Regions from separate parts of the Sus scrofa genome. Here region 1 is linked to region 2. A link is a contact called in public Hi-C data. All regions are on one chromosome and are shown on one strand. The core of a region is the stretch at or near the end of the contact, and the rest is flanking DNA. Distances in the headings are between cores, read along the strand shown.

What was found. A called contact is a pair of places that touch in the nucleus more often than the background predicts.
Region 1: a Hi-C map of skeletal muscle shows a contact between it and region 2, with 4 times the contacts expected there. The contact joins the promoter of LOC100524118 here to the promoter of STAU1 in region 2. A contact is called at or near these places in 3 of 47 Hi-C or Micro-C datasets (blood, fetal skeletal muscle and skeletal muscle).

The regions. Positions count from the first base shown.
Region 1 is chr17:51,002,841-51,005,540 of Sscrofa11.1, reverse strand. LOC100524118 (somatomedin-B and thrombospondin type-1 domain-containing protein-like) reads right to left here and starts at 1,254. Exons shown (of 3, transcript XM_021077519.1): 1 at 1-1,254. The region is part of intron 2 of LOC106506050 (a long non-coding RNA gene); the gene reads left to right.
Region 2 is chr17:50,901,884-50,904,583 of Sscrofa11.1, reverse strand. STAU1 (double-stranded RNA-binding protein Staufen homolog 1) reads left to right here and starts at 1,429. Exons shown (of 13, transcript XR_002339895.1): 1 at 1,429-1,560. It overlaps DDX27 (probable ATP-dependent RNA helicase DDX27), which reads right to left and starts at 1,337. Exons shown (of 21, transcript XM_021077494.1): 1 at 1,173-1,337; 2 at 510-656. The coding sequence starts at 1,265.

The DNA.
Region 1 (2,700 bases), core at 5-2,504, 100 kb before region 2:
ACTAGCTATTCCTCTGCAGCAGTGAAACCACAGCTCCACTAGCAACAATGGGGATGGAAAGAAGCCTCTTGCAGAAGCTATTTCTGGTGTGATACTATTTAGCACAGTTTTAAAGACTGCAAAAAGTGCTATACAGTGTTTAAGAATTAGGACAGGTAATATACATTATATATATGATACTATATACATATGTATCATATATATTGTCTATATACCTAAGTGTATATCTGTATGTATATGTATGCACGTACCCATGTCAATCTTCAGTCTTTGCGAGTTCACCTATTTGCTAAAATTGATTTGTAACCCCCAAACCAACATTTGAGGCACTTCTGCAGTCATGTGCAGACATATGCAAAACAATAACAATTTTGAGTCATCCGACATGCATGTTCACAGCTAAGGTCAAACAAGGCCCCATCTGCCTTGCTGGAGGGAGGCGGCCGGTGGCAGCGTGGTTCAGTTCAAGGATCCTGGGCTCCGGGACCAGGAGGACTGGCTTTGAATTCTAACTCTGGCACCTGTTAGTGGGGCAGCCCCAGGCCAGTCACTTAACGTCTCCAAATCTTATTTTTCTCCTCTGGGTGATTTCTTTTTCTGGCCAAGCCTGTGGCATGCAGAAATTCCCGGCTAGGGATCAAACCCGAGCCAAGCAGTGACAACACTGGATCCTTAATCTCTAGGCCATCAGGGAACTCCTCATTTTTCTCTTTTGTAAAATAAAATAGAATCTACCAGAATGAGGTGTTTTTAGGATTTAAGATTATACTCTATGCGAGATATGTTTGCATATATGTCCCCGAGGAGCAACGGAGCAATGGCTCAGTATTTGTCAATTCGGTATTCATGAGTTTAACTACCATAAATCGTGAGAACTGACTGTACATATTTTATAGATGTTGAATATATATATATATATGTATATATATCAGCAGAAGTTATAAATACCAAATTCAGCACGGCAGTTAAATCTGAGGAGAAAGGAAAAGCATGCAGAAGCCCCAGTGGTATCCATTAAGACTCATTTCTTCGCTTTTCATGTTACATTATTGTTGTGCTGATCTCTCTACATTGGGGTATGTCTAAAATATTTCATCTTAATAAAAGAGGGTGGGGGGCTCCACATCCATGAGGTGCTCCCCGTGCCCACCATATTCAGGGGCCCAGTGAATAGGTACTTTCTGATGATGCAGCCTTTTTTTTAGGGCCGCACCCGCCACATATGGAAGTTTCCAGGTTAGGGGTCAAATCAGAGCTATAGCCACCAGCCTACACCGCAGCAACGCCAGATCCGAGCCGAGTCTGCAACCTACACCACAGCTCACGGCAACGCCGGATCCTTAACCCACTGAGCGAGGCCAGGGATCGAACCTGAGTCCTCATGGTTACTAGTCAGATTGATTTCCGCTGCGCCACGACGGGCACTCCCTGAGGATGTGGCCTTTGAGACCTCCAGCTTCTTCCTCCAAGTCCACTGTCCCAGGACAGATGCGAAGCTCTGAGAAGATAGTAAATGCGCAATAGTGCAGGGATCTCTGTACACTTACTCGGCAACGACTCAGGGCCTATACTTTGTGCGAAGCGCTGCCCCGGGTGATGGGATTACAGGGGAGCAAAGTAGGAAAGGCCCTTGCCCTGGAGGAGCTGACATTCTCGGTGGGGAAGACAAGAAACAATACAATAGATGATGTGATTTCAACTAGTGATCCATGCTCTGAGAAAATCCAAAGCAGGATAAGAGTGGCAGGGGTAGGGTGACAGGAAACTGTTTTAGAGGGGATGGGGTGGGGGGGGTGGCTCTGTGACAAAGGACATCTGAGGAGGCAAAGGGGAGGTGTGTATGTATCTGATGGGGACATGTTCCAGGCAGAGGGAACAGGCCTGGGGGCAGGGTCCAGGTTAGATGCTGGAGGGACAGTGAGGAGGCCAGTGTGGCTAGAGCATACAAAGCAGGAAGGAAAGTGGCAGGAGGTGACATCAGAGAGAAAGAAGCCAGCAGTGATGGGATTCAGAGCCTTGATGACTATTGTAAGGAAGCTGGATTTTATTCTAAGCACGAAAAAAAGCCACTACCAGGTTCTGAGCAGAGAAGTGACATCATCACATTTAAGGTTTTAACCAGATGTTTGTAGCCACTGGGTGGAGGTCAGGGTAGGAGCAGGGAAACCAGCAAGACAGCTACTGCAGCTGTCCATGCAAAGAGTATAATCTGCAATAGAAAAACCTAGGAAAAGTGAGTTTTGTGTCAAAGGAAGTGTTCGTAGAGTGGCTGGATAACCAGGCAGGGAGGCTGCAGACCAGATCCAGGCACTGGCCGGGAAGCTGGGCCAAGGGGAAGCACCAAAGTCCTGCCGTATCCTCCACCAGGCAGATGAGAGATTCTGCAGAAAATTAGGCAGATGGCACCCTAAACATATTCGTTCCAGGCCGCTGGCATCTGTGATGTCACCAAGCAGCATGCACAGCTGACACCCCCAGGAACTGTCATCACACCTCACCTAGACCTAGGGTGGCAATATTCGCACACCCACATGATTATTCATATCCTGCCAGCCTCCTCAACTAGAATGTCAGCCCTTCAGCAGCAAGGGTCTTGTACTCTGTAGAATCCCAGGGACAAATACAGTGCCAGACACAAAGGACCCAGTAAGTAAGGAGTCAGTGACTACTGAAGGAGCCTTCATGAAAGCAAAGGAAATA
Region 2 (2,700 bases), core at 180-2,679:
TCTAATCAGAGCTGTAGCTGCTGGCCTATGCCAGAGCCACAGCAATGCCAGATCCAAGCCGCATCTGCGACCTACACCACAGCTCACAGCAATGCCGGGTCGTCAACCCACTGAGAAAGGCCAGGGATTGAACCCGCAACCTCATGGTTCCTAGTCGGATTTGTATTCACTGCGCCACGATGGGAACTCCTAAGTCAAGCGATTTATGAGTTATATTGAATATTCTTAAACCAATGGACTCTGAAACCCACTGTCCAACCTTAACAGCCCATGGCCTAGAACTGCCTATCACTTCTTGTTTTTCTTTTTATGGCTTCACCCTCAACATATGGAAATTCCCAGGCCAGGGACTGAATCCGAGCTACAGCTATGGCAGCGACCTATGTATGTATGCCTCACGTGCAGCAAGGCCAGATCCATTAACCACTGCACCAGGCAGGGATCACCAGCACCGCCAGAGACAAGCCAGATCATTAACCCATGCACCACAGTGGGAACTCAAGTCTCACCTTCTTCTTGAGCTGGCTCATGACATCAGCCATGGCCCAGCTGCCATCATACATCCCCTCCTTCTCAGTGAAAACAAAGTCGGGGTTGAAATCAGCACTGCGATTCTTCTGCAAGGCTTTCTGCTTTCTACCCAGCACAATGGGCCCCTGGGAAGAGGGAAAAGCAGGATGACTATGGGACCAAGAACAAAGAACACTAGAAAAAGAAGGAAAGGCGGGTACCCAATAAGGGAACAGAAATATACAAGGCAGAAACTGACAGGTGACAAGAAACAGATGAAGCTACCATTTTCATGGGAGATTTTAACACAGCTCAGCAACGGATAGATCAAGCAGACAAAAAATGAATAAGCACGTAGCAAATTTGGACAGCACAATTAATAAGCTTCATTCCAATGACATACAGTGTCTGGATTATTCAGTGAATGGCTACTGAGTTTAACAAGGCACACGGAATGGCAGGGGCACAAGCTTAGAGGCGAGGAAGAGCTAGTAGCAAGCAAACAGGAAAATCTGGGGATTCAGGTGAGACCAAGGGACACCTGCCGGCTTGGCAGGAGATGCTGAGGACTCGGGGGCAGTGACTTGAGGCATCACAGGGAAGGGAAGCAGTCAAGGACACCGAATGCACGCCACCGCCCTCCCACCTCGATCGGCTCATACCTCCTCCTCCTCGTCTTCGGAGTCCGTCTCTGGCTCCACTGGCACCTCGTCATCTTCGCCTATCGTCCCGATTAAACCCAGCTCCGCAAGCATGTTGCCGAAACAGCCACTTCCGGAAGCCGGCCCGGCGCGTTGTCTGGCTCTCAAATTTCCGCGACTTCCGCATCGTCACCGCGCGTGTCCTTACGTCACTTCCGTTTGGAGGCCGTCCCCGCAGCGCCTGCTTTCCTGAAGGCTTGCAGTGCGCCTGCGGCAACCTGCGGCGTTGTTTCGTGTGACGAAATCAAGGGGCGGGGTTGTTTTTATACAAATTCCATTATTTTGGCGCTCCCAAAACGCTGGGACAGTCGGAAGAGTGCAGGTGGTGCGGAGAAGAAAGTTTAAAGAGGTGCGTGGATAAGCTCCGTATATTTATGCCCATAAAATTGTGGAAGAAAATACAATAAATGTTTGGTAGAGGTTGTCTCTGAGTGGTAATTATGTTATTTTTATTTTTGTCTTAGATTTTTCCACAATGAACATTTATTTTCATAAGAACAAAAAAAGACAAAAGTAAAAATAACTAATGCTTATATAACATTTACTCTGCGCCAGGTGTTGCAAAATGCTTTTGTTGTTGGCTGCAGCGTGCAGCGGCTTGATGTGGGATCTCAGTTCGCAGACCAGTAGCAGTGAAGCTCTGAGTCCTGACTGCTGTACCACCAGGGAACTCCCGATATATTAACTGATTTAATTCTCACGCAGTCCTAGCAGAAAGTATCAGTACTCTCATCATTTTATAGATGAAGAAAGTGAGGCACAGAAAGGTTCCCAAGGTCCCAGAGCCAGTTAATTACAGAGCCAAGATGATAACTGAGACCATGGCTCCAGAGTCCTTAGGAAAGTAGGTCTCACAGCTTATCAGGAACTTTTCCTCTCTTTTCTCCTTGTGGAAAAACAGATTCTTAAAGTTCCCTAAACACCACCTCCTACATGAAGTCTTCCTGGTCTACCCATCTTCCTTCATAGCTGTTAGCTCCTTCCATGTCAGTACTTCCTTTTTGCAACTGAGTTGCAGTTTGTGCCACACAAGTAGATTAAGTTGATTTTGTGTGTGTGTGTGCCATTTTAACTATTTTTAAGCATGCAGTTCATTGTCATTAACTACATTCACAATGTTGCGCAACCATCACTGCTGTATGTTTCCAAAACTTTTTCATGAGTGCAAGCAGAAACCCTGTTAACTATTAAGCAATAACTCCCCATTCTTCTTTCTCCCCATTCCTTGGTAACCCCTAACTTACTTTCCGTCTCTATGGATTTGCCTGTTCTAGATATTTCATGTCAGCTGAATTTTACAGTATATGTCCTTTTGTGTCTGGCTTATACTTAGCATAGTGTTTTCAAAGTTCATCCATGTTGTATGTGTCAGAAATTCATTATGGCTGATTAATGTTCTGTTGCATGGATATACCACATTTTGTTTATCCATTCATCCGTCAATAAACACTTGGGGAGTTCCCGTTGCAGCTCAGCGATAATGAACCCA